2 separate regions of the Arabidopsis thaliana genome follow, and region 2 is linked to region 1. The links are chromatin contacts, called in public capture Hi-C maps. All regions are on one chromosome and are shown on one strand. The core of a region is the stretch at or near the end of the contact, and the rest is flanking DNA. Distances in the headings are between cores, read along the strand shown. Region 1 holds the start of AT5G53930 (transcriptional regulator ATRX-like protein). Region 2 holds the start of MRE11 (DNA repair and meiosis protein (Mre11)).

Evidence for each region. Capture Hi-C pulls out chosen DNA fragments and counts their contacts.
Region 2: a capture Hi-C map of seedling shows a contact between it and region 1, with 2.0 times the contacts expected there. The contact joins the promoter of MRE11 here to the promoter of AT5G53930 in region 1.

The regions. Positions count from the first base shown.
Region 1 is chr5:21,892,071-21,899,271 of TAIR10.1, reverse strand. AT5G53930 (transcriptional regulator ATRX-like protein) reads left to right here and starts at 2,838. Exons shown (of 3, transcript NM_124772.3): 1 at 2,838-3,039; 2 at 3,251-4,723; 3 at 4,820-5,040. The coding sequence starts at 2,989. The coding sequence ends at 4,885. It overlaps AT5G53940 (Yippee family putative zinc-binding protein), which reads left to right and starts at 641. Exons shown (of 5, transcript NM_124773.3): 1 at 641-778; 2 at 1,341-1,384; 3 at 1,692-1,800; 4 at 1,887-1,942; 5 at 2,024-2,285. The coding sequence starts at 683. The coding sequence ends at 2,108. It overlaps AT5G53920 (ribosomal protein L11 methyltransferase-like protein), which reads right to left. Exons shown (of 7, transcript NM_124771.3): 1 at 6,909-7,201; 2 at 6,725-6,829; 3 at 6,382-6,522; 4 at 6,160-6,225; 5 at 5,782-5,949; 6 at 5,405-5,686; 7 at 5,005-5,298. The coding sequence starts at 7,148. The coding sequence ends at 5,185.
Region 2 is chr5:22,029,316-22,036,516 of TAIR10.1, reverse strand. MRE11 (DNA repair and meiosis protein (Mre11)) reads right to left here and starts at 4,479. Exons shown (of 23, transcript NM_124806.2): 1 at 4,312-4,479; 2 at 3,808-3,847; 3 at 3,462-3,597; 4 at 3,107-3,264; 5 at 2,874-2,964; 6 at 2,632-2,751; 7 at 2,483-2,551; 8 at 2,323-2,414; 9 at 2,132-2,234; 10 at 1,925-2,032; 11 at 1,741-1,803; 12 at 1,598-1,669; 13 at 1,417-1,494; 14 at 1,157-1,219; 4 more. The coding sequence starts at 3,815. CNGC4 (cyclic nucleotide-gated cation channel 4) reads left to right here and starts at 6,457. Exons shown (of 9, transcript NM_124805.3): 1 at 6,457-7,148. The coding sequence starts at 6,546.

The DNA of each region.
Region 1 (7,201 bases), core at 1,589-4,088:
CTTACCATAGTAGATAAAAATTTATAGACGACGTCAAAAGGAAAACGATAAGGTTATACCACAACTCAACATGATTAAATTTCTTTCTTTTTTCTTCTTCTGATGAATATTATTTATATAAATGATATGATACAATATGGTAAAAAAAATTTAGTATTAAATTATCTGCTTTGGTATTTGCGCTATCAATCTAAAAATCTTTTTAATATGCAAAAAATCCGACCATTCTAATGAAGAAAAAATCATCTTCACTATATCTGAACCATCTATAAAAATATATATATTTAAATTATCAGCACTAATCATATATTTTATTATTTAAACTAGAGTTTCCAAATCAATAATTTACATCATTCTTATCAATAGTTTGAAAAATATAAAAAATCTTAGTCAATTCACTTTTCATTCTTTGAGATGAATGAAATAATAAAACTTCTTCAAAATTTGTAGTATATTTTTCAGATGCAAATTTAAGCAAACGTTTCTATTGGGAACATCATCAGATAATATATACTTGTGAAAGGGATATCAAAAAACAATCATTAGTTGCTTTTGTTGACTTTTCTTGGTGACCAGTTTTGAAATGGGCCCAGTTAAGGCCCAACATATCACTTATACGGCCTCTTATTAGTTCGTAAAGAAAGAAACAGAGAGAATAGAGAGATAGAACAGTGAAGAAGAAATGGGAAGGATATTCACGGTGGAGCTTGAAGGAAGATCTTACAGATGCAGGTTCTGCAGAACCCATCTCGCTCTTCCCGATGATCTTGTCTCTCGGGTATCTTAAAGTTTCCTCCTTTAACTTAATAGCTATTCCCAAGTTCTCATATTTTTTCACATCTCTCTCTGAGGATGTTAGTTCGATTCATAATTGTAGAATTTTATGTAGGACCCTTTACAAGGTTGCTTGGTTTAGCTAGTGTTGGTTCTCATTTCTTCCCAATTATATAAAAACCATTGAGAAAACTTGTGATTGTGAAGATAATGCTGCTGATGTTGAAACTGCTTGTTGAATTTTTGGGAATTGATGTATATTACATAGAAATTCTCAAGTTTAGTGTTTTTCATATGGGTTTAACGGATAGAGATTGGGGAATTAATGTACCTGAATAAAGGGTCTGACTTGAGAGAAGAATCTTATATTTAAGCTGAACTTGTACTTAAGAGTTACTTCTACTTAAAACTCTTGTGTTAGTAGATGAAAGTTTTATAATTGAGATATGAGAAATTGAGGCAAATTAAGATTATAGTATAATGTTTTTTAAGCTTTGCTTAATGTTGACAGTAGTTTTTCTTTATATATAGAGTGTAAACCTTACTGACTTATCTTTTTTCCTCAGTCGTTTCATTGCCGTAGAGGAAAGGCTTACCTCTTCAACCGTTCGTAAGTATAAACTTACTCGATGTACTTGTTATGGACTTGTTCTGTTTCTTCAATGTCAAGCAGTATACAATGCTAGATTCTAGTATTCTGTTGCTATCAGTTTCTGTATATATAACTTGTAGATGGAAACTGTCTTTTAGCTTTTATCATCTTCTGAATCTTGCTGATTACTCCAAACTAGTGTTTTCTCTGCCTTTGCTTCAGTTTCTCTGCATCGATACAGTGTTCTTGTTTCTCTAATGCGAGGTTTTTGCAATCAGGTTGGATATGTAGTATAGCTGATTCCAATGTTAAATTTGAATTTTAGGGTGAACATAAGTATGGGTCCTCTAGAGGAAAGACTGATGCTTTCCGGTATGCACACCGTAGCTGACATTTTCTGCTGCTGTTGTGGACAGAATGTTGGCTGGAAATACGTAAATCTCACCTCTCTCTATGGTCTCACTTGCACGATTCATTAGAGCAGTTTCTGATGTCACCTTTGTTGCTTTCTTGTTTGTAGGAATCAGCGCACGAGAAAGCTCAGAAGTATAAAGAAGGCAAATTTGTTCTGGAAAGGTAATAACATCTTCTCTTCTAAAGTTCACTGGTCCGGTTTCAGCCATAAACTCTGGTTTATTGCAATCCTTTTTTTTACAGAGGAAGGATCGTGGATGAAATCGATTTATCAACTGAGGTTTATATCGATACTCATGGTAGCACAAGCGACACAGAAGATTCTTAAATGTTACCTTTTTTCTGTGTGTTTGTCAAGAGCAGAGCTTGTTAGTGTAGAAATCTGTAGCATGTTTATAGAGATGTGTATCAAACTTGTTGTGTTGTTTTTATATCTCGTAGAAATTTTATGTGAATTCGAATCTTTATTTTAAATCCAATAAAAACTCATTAAACGAATAACTCATAACACATGATTCGTATTTGGGTTCTCACTAAATGAAAAGTTTTACTAACCAATAAATCTCATAATAAATCTCATAAACTGATTGGATGATACTCCATATTTTTTACGTGTATACAAAAACAGAAACTAATTTTCTAGCAGATGAATTAGCAGACTATGTGTTTTTATTACCATTAGGTTTGAATTTAGATCAGAATTTATTTATTCGATTTTCTTAGAAAAGACTATTGAAACGGCGATCTCAAGATAGGTCGATTGTATAGTTTTTTTTTTTTTCCCCAGTAAATTGTAGGAAACTATTCTTAAGAGAAAACATAAAACCTCATAAAAGTCTTTGAGATTTTTTACCAAATTTCTTAAAGTATTTACTAACAACATCCTTAAGAAAAAAAGGAAAAGTCCTCTTCTGTTAGGTACTAATTAGGAAACTTTCTTAAAAAAGTTAGGGTTTGTCATCCAATTCCAACCAAATCAAACATTTCCTTTTTTTTTTTTTCCATTCCCATATTGATAAAATTTATTTATTTATAAGTTCAATAGCCATTAACATGTGTAAAGAGGGACAAAGCCATCATTAGTTAAAGAAGACAAAACTGTTCGTGTTCTCTCTCAAACCTTAACGATTCCTCAATTCTTTTTTGTTTTGCAGAGTAATAGAGATTAGGAGAAAGCCAAAGCGTTACCATCGAGACTCGAGAGTACAATGGGCAAATCTTCATCGTCCTCAAAGATAATCAAAGATTCGTCTAATAAGGTACTCTCTCTCTTTCTCTCTGTTTCTTATGGCTTCGTAAAGATGAGATTTTTCTAGCGATTGAATGGATTTATGACTGACCCGTTATCCTCTCATGTATTGAAATTAGATCCATGAGATTAAAAATCGAAACTTTTGATTTGATTTGTGTTAAAGTATTGATCTTTAATTAGGGATTGTTGGTTTGATGAATCATGTTACAATGTTGCAGTTGCGATCGGTGAAGAAGAAGAAGAGTAAGAGAAACAAATCAAAGAAGATTCGTCGGATTAAAGATGAGAGTGAATCAAGTGGTTCAGATTCCTCTTTGTATTCTAGTTCAGAAGATGATTACAGGAGAAAGAAGAAGCGTAGATCTAAATTGAGTAAGAAGAGGTCACGGAAGAGGTACTCTAGTAGTGAGAGTGATGATGATAGTGATGATGATCGTCTTTTAAAGAAAAAGAAAAGATCTAAGAGGAAGGATGAAAACGTAGGGAAGAAGAAGAAGAAAGTTGTGTCAAGAAAGAGACGTAAGAGAGATTTGAGTTCAAGCTCTACAAGTAGTGAGCAGAGTGATAATGACGGTAGTGAGAGTGATGATGGGAAGAGATGGTCTAGGGATAGAGGAAGAAGACTTGGTAAGGTTAAGGATTCCCGGAGTAGAAGTAGAGATGAGTTGGAAGGAGAGAGTGAAGAACCTGATGAATGCTGGCAAGGGGAAGATGAAGTTATACCTGAGAAGAATCCTAGAAGGCTTAAATCGATTGTTGTTGTATCGTATAATTATGGGAATGGTGAGAGAAAGGAAGAAGATGACCGTGATGTCTATATGACACGCGGTGGTGGCAATAGAGAGTTAGGATATAGTGAGGACTCTGATGAGATGGATGGTGAATCTATTGACTCTTATTCTAGAATTCGTGCTGATGACAACGGATTTGGGGAATATAATAAATCTGAAACTAGCAAAGTTTCTCATACAGACAATAGCTTGAAAGATGATGATTTGGAAGCCATTCTAAAGAAAAGAGCTCTGGAGAATCTTAAAAGATTTCGTGGAGTGACCCAAAAGAGTGGAATAGCTAAAAAAGAGGTGTCTTCTGTTTCAGAAGGAGAACCTATGCAAATTGAATCTGAAAAAGTTGAGTCACAAGACCATGATCTCATGGAGCAGAAACTTTGTGATTCTGCTGTAAGCAAAGATCTTGAGAATTCAGAAAAGATTTTACATGTTATTAATGTTAAGGAATCTGGAACAGCATTGGCTAATTCTGCCTCTCAACAAGATCAGCAGTCTGGTGATACTGCCAAGGTTAAAGTTAGTTCTGGTCTTAGCTCTTGTACAACCAAACGAAAGTTGGTTAGACCGGTATTGAGTAAAGATAGTTTAAATCTAGCTAGCAAGAAAGAAGCTAGTGGTAGCCAAGATGCTGAAGCAGAGAGCATTGATGGCAGTACCGTTGACAAGAATTGTTTAGAAAGTACTCTAGCTTTGGTAACAAAGAATGAAGGTGAACACATAGAACCAACAAAAGTTAGTTCTACGCTCAACGCAGAGTCTTCTTCTCATGCTGACACTGAGGAGGTAGATGAAGTCAAAGGAGGGTCTCAGTCTGAACAGAAAACAATTGATGAAACAAAAGATGAGTCACAGTACGAACAGAAAACGATGACTGTGATGAGGGGTGGAGAAATGGTTCAGGTAAAGTTTCTGCAATTCTTGAAATATTGATTTCCTTGTAGTTTCCAGGTATGTCTATTTGAGTCCTAACATTTTTCTTTTGAAATTTGTGTTCAGGTGAGTTACAAGGTCTACATTCCTAAGAAGGCCTCTTCTTTGGGTAGAAGAAAACTCAACAGGTGAAGCGACGACATGAAGATAGTCTATGTTGACAGATTTTTTGTTTCTGTAGAATTTAAATACAATGGTTATAACCAGAGTTGGTGACAACACAAATTTTATTATCATAGACTTGAAACTTTGAATACAACAATGAAGAGTTCATTAAGTTTCATATCATGTGTAGTTGTAACCTCTTACACAACTCCATTAAGGCTGATATGTTCTTAATGTCTGATGATTAGACACTTTTGTTCTTACCTTTGCTTTACTAGTGCTTTTTATGTTATTGTCTGTTTTCTGATATAACACTGAAGAAATGATTAGTTATCAATAAACTCCTCTTTCTTGGTACCACTCATGCATACCCAATCACCTATTGTGGCTACAGAAATGTCCTCCAAGAAGGGAGAGTACCGTTCTCTTACATTTGGAAGCTGCAAAAAGAGCATTGAATTAGTCAGTTTACAGTATAATTTTCAATTCCTATGACTTGCAGGTAGCTTGCTTGCTTGTTATAACAATACAGTACTCTTTATTTACCTGTTCAGATAAGATACCAGAAATGCCAATGGTTGCCCCAGGTTTCACGAATGAAAGGATATGATCCGCCAGATTCATAACCGGGTTCAAGAGTATGTTTGCAATGACTACATCAAACTGTTCCTTTTGCAATGGTATTTCTCTTCCAGAAGAGCTATTCTCAATAGGTGCAAGGTGCAGCTCCAGTTTCTCCAACGGAATGTTGTTCAGAGCTGCATTATGAATTGCAGAGTTTATTGCTAGAGGATCAATATCAACACCAACGGATGATGCAGCACCAAACTGCAAATTTAAATGAGCGATGCACAAAGATTTAAATAAGATGATTTATGTTGTAATGATTGGTTTTTGAAAGATCAAAGGCGTGAGATTTTTACCTTGAGGGCTGCAATTGCAAGTATTCCTGAACCGGTACCATAGTCGAGGAAAGCTTCTCCGCCTTTTATCAAACTTTGTAGAAGCAATAGACACAGCTTAGTAGTAGGATGTTCTCCAGTCCCAAACGCAAATCCAGGGTTCAGAATTATGTTTACCGCTTCAGCGACCTTGCAAAGGATAGTGAAAGAGTACTTTAAAACCACACATAATAACTTTCTATATCCCTCTATATAAGCTGACACAGAAAGAGGGTGATTCATATTCTGCAAATTCAGTACCCTAAGACCGCTCTTCGTTATGTCAACTAAGGCAAAAGAGTAACAAGAATCCAAATGAGTGCAATGGTTTTGTTAAAGAATATTGATTTATACACATACAGGAGGAGATGTCCACTCAGGTACAATCCAAAGTCTCTCGGCGATTTCAACAGGCTGAAACAAATCCTGCAAAATATGATTCAAAAGATATTAGCTTCAAGTGACATTGCCGCAAAACAAATATAGTATTTGCGCTGAGTTTTGAGCATAACTATGCAAGTTTTCTTAAATGAAAGCAATTACTGAAATGATGATCCTTTCTTTGTTAAACTCAGAACTCACCTGGTTTTTGGTAATCCAGTCAAGTTCATCTCCCATTTCAACTTTGAATTTGGGTATCTCTTTCAAGCCTATGGAATTTGCAGCTTGTGAAATGCACATTTTCACCTCTTCATGCACTGGAAATATTGATTCTATACATATCTGCAGAGAGTAATACCAAAGAGCACAAGCATGATTGATGAGACTACAAGAATATAGACAGATCAACCCTTAAGATGCTTCCTAAGAGCAAAATCGTTCCTTTTATGCATCAATTTGCTCTAACATTGTTCAATCATACAAAAGATTGGTGCTTTCTGGAAATGGAGCTGAACAAAAAACGATCAAAGCATAGATTTTTCACCTCTTTTGAAGCAAGAGAAGTCTCATCTTGGTCGGCTTCTTCGATGGCTTCATCTACAGCTACAGAGCTTGCTCCAAAACACAAAAGTGCCTCCGAGAATGGATCCTAACAAAAACCCAACAAGCAAAGAGTCAAATCGCAGTCTCATATCCTTAAAAGAGATCAATGGGAGAGATACACATACGAGGGCATGTTTTGGACAGTGGATACGAACTGAGAGGTAAGGTGCAGCGAAAGACTCATCAGTGAAGCACGAAGATGAGGAGGAGGAAGAAGAAGAAGTAGAGAGAGACGCAAAGATTGAAAAGGAGGATGGAGGAGTAGAAGAAGTGAAGAAGCAGAGAGGTCTGACTCTGCTGTCTCTGAGGATATGGCGGGAGAGATTCTTGCACGGAAAGTGTTTGATGAAATTCCAAGCTAACATTTTCTTCTTTTTTTTTCACCTAATTATCGAATTTAAACGCTGTCAAGTCACAA
Region 2 (7,201 bases), core at 3,230-5,729, 140 kb before region 1:
CTCCCACTTTAAGAATCAAGTCATCTTCCTCAAATTTCTTGGCATCTGAATCCTTTGCAAGTTTACCCTGTACAAAAAGAGGGAAGAGATAAATCATAAAAGCAATAACAAGGACGTGCTACGAAATAAAAATAATATCCTATGCAGAACTTTGTATTGAATGGTGAAGTAAAAAATAGTACATACACGAGTCTCTTGAAGATTGTACTGAACGCATGAGTAGAAGGCTAGTTTATCATCCTTGTTCACAAAATTGTGAAGAGCAACATCCAGATCGTTAACTGGAAGGATCTCCATTTTCTGCGGAAGAAAATAGAATGATCATCCCATAGTGTACTCATGCCCATTTGGTAACTACCCAAGTCTATATCATTCTGTGGCAAAGTTCTACAGGGGTTGACGATAATAACACAATCATAAGGAAAGAAGGTTGCAGGATGTACCAGGTTGCTTTCAGCTACTAAAGCTTCTATATTCTGCTGGTTCAGTTCTTCTGGACGAAGCCGCTCAGAATCATCGATGTTGGCTGTGAAATGGAAGATTGAAATATATCATAACTGGATCACTGGACAACCATCAGGACATGCATCATTGCCATTCAATTCACTAGACAAAAAAATTATCAAAATGGCAAATTTCCAATATATACTAACTAGAGATAATCCATAAGATTCGCAAAATTTTGATGCTATAGGTTACACACGAAGAAACATGAACTATAACAAGAAAAGTGGAACAGAAAGAAAATTAACACTCAATACATCAATATCAAGCTCCACACAACAGAAAGTTAGTAGTCATGATATATATGACGAGAATTATAATACCGACAATAAAACAACAAAGGAGGTTATCATAGGCCCATATTGTTCTACATTACTATATCTCAGATACACTACTTAACCGTAATTTTTGCCAGATAAGCTATTACAAGTTAGAGTAAAAGCACGTGCATCAATCTAATCCAAACAAAATTGTATAAATTACTAGTACACCAATGCCCTTACCTTCGCTCCGACCCTTCTTAGAAGCCTTGGAAAATATCAAAATGTCCTGGGGATTTGCAACCTGTAAGTGTTTGGGACTTTGTCATTAGTTAGCCAACATTCAAAGAAGTATGGTGACCATCATGTTACAGTAACTAATTTCTAGGTACCTTTCCCACATATTTCTGTCCAAATCTTTGAGGATTTATCGTCATAAATCCAGAATAATCTACCTGAAAGATGAAGCAGATCTTAGTCTTTTGTCAGTCATTTAATATTCTTAATAACAATTATCTGTTTGTGGCTATGGGTGTGCATGCATCAAACTGGCAAAGCCTAGCCTCTAGAGTTGGGTTAGAAAATAAAGGTTTAATTATATGAGTGTTGCTAGAATTTGCAGCAGTTTGAAGAAAACTTGGAAACAAGTTACCTTGATTCGAACCAATGGGAGTTTGATCTCTGATCTGTTAACAGCTTTTTTGCTAGCTTTCTCTATTAGATTTCTGACCTAACAATTTTGTAGATATTAGTAGAGACATTCAGTGACTGGTTATTCAAAAAGGGCAGGAGAAAAGATATCCACATGAACTATGAGAAGAGGGAATAGGTACCACTTTATCCAAGTGTTCCAGAATTGAGTTTTGATCATTGGGATCAATATCACTTTCATCCTTTAAAACAATCTGCACTTTGAAAATATGTAAGCAAAGAAGTCTGCCACCACCATAACATATTAAGGAAAAGTAAACTTTACCTCTGTATACTCAAAAGGCCTCACAGATGTCAAAGGTATCTTCGTAGGACGATATTGATTTCCCTGTAAGTCATATATTTTAAGTCACTCAAGCTTACATGCTTGATTGAAAAGGAGGAAAAAAGACCAGAAAATGAAGTACGAATAAAGTGAAGATGAAATTTCAGATTGTTTGCTGAAGAACCTTGATTTCTAAGAGAAGAACATGTTTTGGCTTCGATTCCCCATCAATAAGTGATGTTGCCACAGAAGATCCTGGTTGTGTGATGTGGAAGCCCATTCCAGATACCTCCTTCAAAAGTTTAATAGCTTTTAGCTCAAAGAGGCAAGTAACATTGTGGCTCACTCTTATTTAAATGCAATAACTCCAAAAATCAAATTTTTCATGGACCTGGGGGTCGATTAGGCATTCATGCTCATGGCCCCACACAATGAAGTCGAGGAAACGTGGAAGAAAGTGCTCACTTATTGCATTTTTGGGGTTTGATTTCACCCTGCAAGTCATATGAATACAGTATCAAATTTTCTGATACAGAATGAGTAAGAAAACGATCTAAAAGATGTTATAGCAATGGAATCAACCTATTTTGATGAAGCACCAGAATGTTGAACCAGTCAGAAACATCACATCCTTCTTGAACTTCAGGCCTCATCCATTGGACAGCATGTGGGGTCTGTGAAACCAATAAATATTAACACAATTAACAATTGTATAGCAAAAGGTGAGGGTCCTCTGGATTACCTGAAACATTCTATTGAGACGTTCATCCCTGATGTTTCCTAAACCATAGAGAGCCACGGTTGTTGAGCCCTAAACATTAATTTGATTAAATGATAGTCCAAGAAGTCAGGGGGAGCCAGGTGTCTAGGTTAGAAATTCTTTACACCAACCTTCTTCATAAGTATAGGGTAGAGAGTAATCTGGCCAACACCAGAACCACCAAGAACCATCTTTCCAAAATAGTTCACAAGGTTGCATGCGGAAAGAATATCAATTGCAGAAAGATTGTCCTGTAGCCATAAGAGACATAGAACAAAAACACAATAAAATACCTATTCACTAACTAATCCAGTTCTATATACCTATTCAAATGAGTTTGCATAACAAGAGCATGCAGATGTAAGTGATGTACCACTCCGGCTGGATCATCATGGTTTCCATGAATACTGAACACGGGCAAGCCTACATTGAAGTGTGGATCCTCGTAATTGACTTGACCAAACCTGTAGCCAGAAAATAATGTCAAGGGATTAATAAGAATACGTAGATCTATACACGAATTTGAGCCAATTTGCCAATTAATTAGTTCAGTTGAAATTATTTCCTGTTATGATTAGATTAATAGCAGAAAGGATAGAGTCTCACGCATTCTGAAAATTTACTGTCTGGTCGCTGACTACTTGAAACTGCACTGGTTTATCATTCAGACAGTGGCGACGAAGAATTTCAATGGCTTTAACTAACGTAGTTCTAGAGGGTTTATTCTCATGAAAAAGATCACCTCCGAGGAGTAAGAAGTCCACCTGTTTCAAAAGAGTGAAAAAAGAAGATATGAAACTTTCTGAGAATTCTTCCTCGCAATTGGTTGAATTTTTGTTAAAATTAGGTAGAACACTGTTTACTACTCATAATATTGGGAGAAGATTTTTATTTAAGATAATATGTTAGATGATTCAAACGCAAGATAATACTGGCAAGGGATAGATACTGAATACCAGACCTGTTTCTCCTCAGCTATAGAACATATCTCTTCGAAAGCCTTAAATGAATCATGCCGCCTAATTTCATCCTTCTCCATGTAGCCCAAGTGGCAATCAGTTGCAACAAGTACTCGAAGTGTATCACTAAAATCCTCCCTGTCAAGTTTTACAATCATACACTGACACTCATAAGTTTTTCAAAAAACAAAATGAAAAAAAAAAATTGTTCATTTCAATAAAGCTTTAGACATCTAGTTTTCCTATAGTCAGTATCCATTAATACACAGCTGGCGCAGCATATATATCAGAGTTAAACATGTATAAATATATCCATGAAAGAGTGTAAAGACAAATCCAAAAGCTGACCTAGACATGATGCCAAGTGTTTGCAGCTCAGTAAGTAAACCTGAAAAAGACCAAAACGAAAAATTTACATGATCTCATACTAAGAAAAGTAATCTCAGATAAGAATCAAGCACATATCTTTGATTGAATCCATTCAGCCTTTATTACTAAAACATACTGAAAAAAAGCTAAAACCCTAAAGAATGTGGATTTGATAAACCAAAATCGTCATTTAGTTCCTAAAAACAACAGAAATCAGGTCTGAAATTGATTCTATGAATAGAAAACCTAAGTAACAAAATCAAAACCCGAGGATCAAAATCACTCGGATTTGAAAGCGAAAATGTACTTCAAAGTTGGCTAGAAAATTAGAAATTAAACAGTTTCAATACTATAAAATGAAGCTCCACTAAAGGATTTCTCCTAAATCCGAAAGCCACTAACCAAATTTAATCACTAGGACTGTTTCGAGAAATTTCTTTAGTTCTCGCATTTTCTCAGCTGTGTGGAAAATAGAACCCTAACCTGGTATTCAAACGGATTAAAGTGAACCGACGGAGCTCCGGTGACCGGAAATAGAGAGAATCCGACGGAGGTAAGCGAGACTATGATTAGGAGAGACAGGCGCGGGGAATTTCAAAGCGAGAGGCGACAGAGAGAGAGTGAATGACCAAAAATTTAGGGAGACGAAAGTTCTAAAGGAATATATATTTACATGTATGGTCCCTCTTTTAGTTTCGTTTTGTCTTAATATACCCAAACTTTAAAATGTTATACGGTTTGATTATTCATGAAAATCAAACGGTTCATAATTGGTTTGGTTCTGGTTTTTTCCAACTCGAGGCCACTATAAATGCTTCACCCAATCTTAAAAATGGGCTTAAGGCCTCGGCCCATTTTATTTTATTTTGCTTTTATATATTATTAATATCATGATAAATAGAGGGAAAATAACTAAAATAATTCAGGAAATATGCCAAAGAGAATAACAGCGAATATGTATAGAGAAACGGTCTAAAAACAATTTGATATAATAATAATGAAAGAGAGATAAAAGAGTGAGAAGATGGAATATGAGGTGGGGAGAGGTTAGAGAGAGTGATGGTTAGAATTGCCATATGTAAGAGATGTACTTATTCTAAGAAATGACAAATTACTATGTTGGAGTTTAGTGAACAAAGAAGCTCAAAATACTTTTATTACATAACAACCCAACAAAAATGAACATTTCATGTGACTCATGCCAAACACATATCTTCTATCTTCCACTTTTTTCTATTATATAATTCGTTTTTATATGCTGAATTAATAAACTCCATGTGCTTAAGAATATATGAAATAAGTATACTGTTTACTGAAGTTTTTGTGTGTCGCTAAAATTCATTACGTCACTCACATATCCAAATTATCATGCATGAATCCAAATCAAGCATGCATACAGATTAACCCTATTTGGTCTTGTTGTCTACGAGTTGGTAAAAACCAGTCCTAAATTTATCGCTTTCTCATTTGATTATATTATATGAGCACCTATTTCTTCTCGAAAAAATTGCGTCTATCTAATGAATACAATGTCTAGTGTTTTGTTTTAACAGTGTTATGTTCACTGTTGAAACCGTTATTCTATTCAAGTTAATGTATCGGTAAAAGTATATATACACATGTATATAGTGGTTTATTCTTCAATTAATAAATATTGCACATCTCTTAGATACAATTAGCTTATATGGTACAATTTCAGTTTTCTGTTAGTATTTTTGTTTCAGCTGTTTTTTTTTTTACTAATTTAACGGGATCAATAATGATGATATCATACATTATTGAATCGACAAGGATCACATTCAACATCTAGATGTTTGTTTGCTTCTTATATTATATATATGGTACAAAAAGCTCTGAAAAAAAAAATAAGAAGAAAAAAGAGTTCAAAATCCTTAAGGAAAAAAATTCCTTCGATGGCGAAAGAAAATAACAAAACGTATTATCAAGAAAAACAAAAGTACCAAAACTTGTTTCCTTTTTTTTCTTAAAAAAAGACTCTCTCTCTATTTATTTGCTTCGAACGTATCTACGATTCTACGAATGAGACCAAACTATTCAAACTCATTATGCTTTTACGTTTGTCAAATTACATGAACACCCCTTAGCCTCAAGTTTTGACTGGGATACCAAAAAAAAACTAAACACTGACTTTTAACTTTCATTATTTGTAGAAATGATTATAGAAGAAACAAAAGGACTCATTTGTATTTCAAGAAGTTGTTTTTAGTGTTTAATCAAATACTACTGGCATTAGTGTTCATTTTGTTTTTAGCTAGGTGTTCTTTTTTCCCTTGCAAACTCTATATTAAAGATAGTGTTTTAGGCATTTCCTAACATATAGAAAGACTACAACTGTTCTTTGTCTTTACATTTCTTTTGTATTCATAACTTAGAATGATCCTTCACTTTCCATGTTTGGTACATGAATGTTACATGTTTGTGCTTATAATTGCTGGTCGTTGCTACTAATCAATTACTTTCAATCGTATAATAATTCTTCTTCAACATACTAAACTCCTAATTATATAGTTTCTTATTAGTATAACAAAAACTCGCAAGGGTATAATGGTAATTTGAATAGCACTATGTCATTTCTTTTACATTTTTAGAAAATTCTTCTTCATAATTAAGACAACGTTCATCTCCAAGATTTCTCTCCATTGTCGACCTTCACAAAATAACTATCTCTCTCTGTGTTGCATGCGTTAGTACTTTCAATGGCCACAGAACAAGAATTCACACGCGCATCACGCTTCTCACGTGACTCAAGCAGCGTTGGATATTACTCAGAAGAAGATAACACGGAGGAGGAAGATGAAGAAGAAGAAGAGATGGAAGAAATCGAAGAAGAGGAGGAAGAAGAGGAAGAAGAAGACCCACGTATAGGGCTCACGTGCGGAGGAAGAAGAAACGGGTCAAGTAATAACAACAAATGGATGATGTTGGGTCGAATACTTGACCCGAGATCCAAATGGGTTCGAGAATGGAACAAAGTCTTTCTCCTTGTATGCGCAACGGGTCTATTCGTAGACCCACTTTTTCTCTATACCCTATCAGTGAGCGACACGTGTATGTGTCTCCTCGTCGACGGTTGGCTTGCTCTTACCGTCACTGCCTTACGCTCCATGACCGATCTTTTGCACCTTTGGAACATTTGGATTCAGTTCAAGATTGCTCGCCGGTGGCCTTATCCCGGCGGAGATAGCGACGGCGATACCAACAAAGGAGGAGGGACACGTGGCTCTACGAGGGTTGCTCCACCTTACGTTAAGAAGAATGGGTTCTTCTTCGATCTCTTCGTCATATTACCATTACCTCAGGTTAGTAATTAACCAATATTTTAATATTCCTATTTTAAAGAAAACTGATTTAA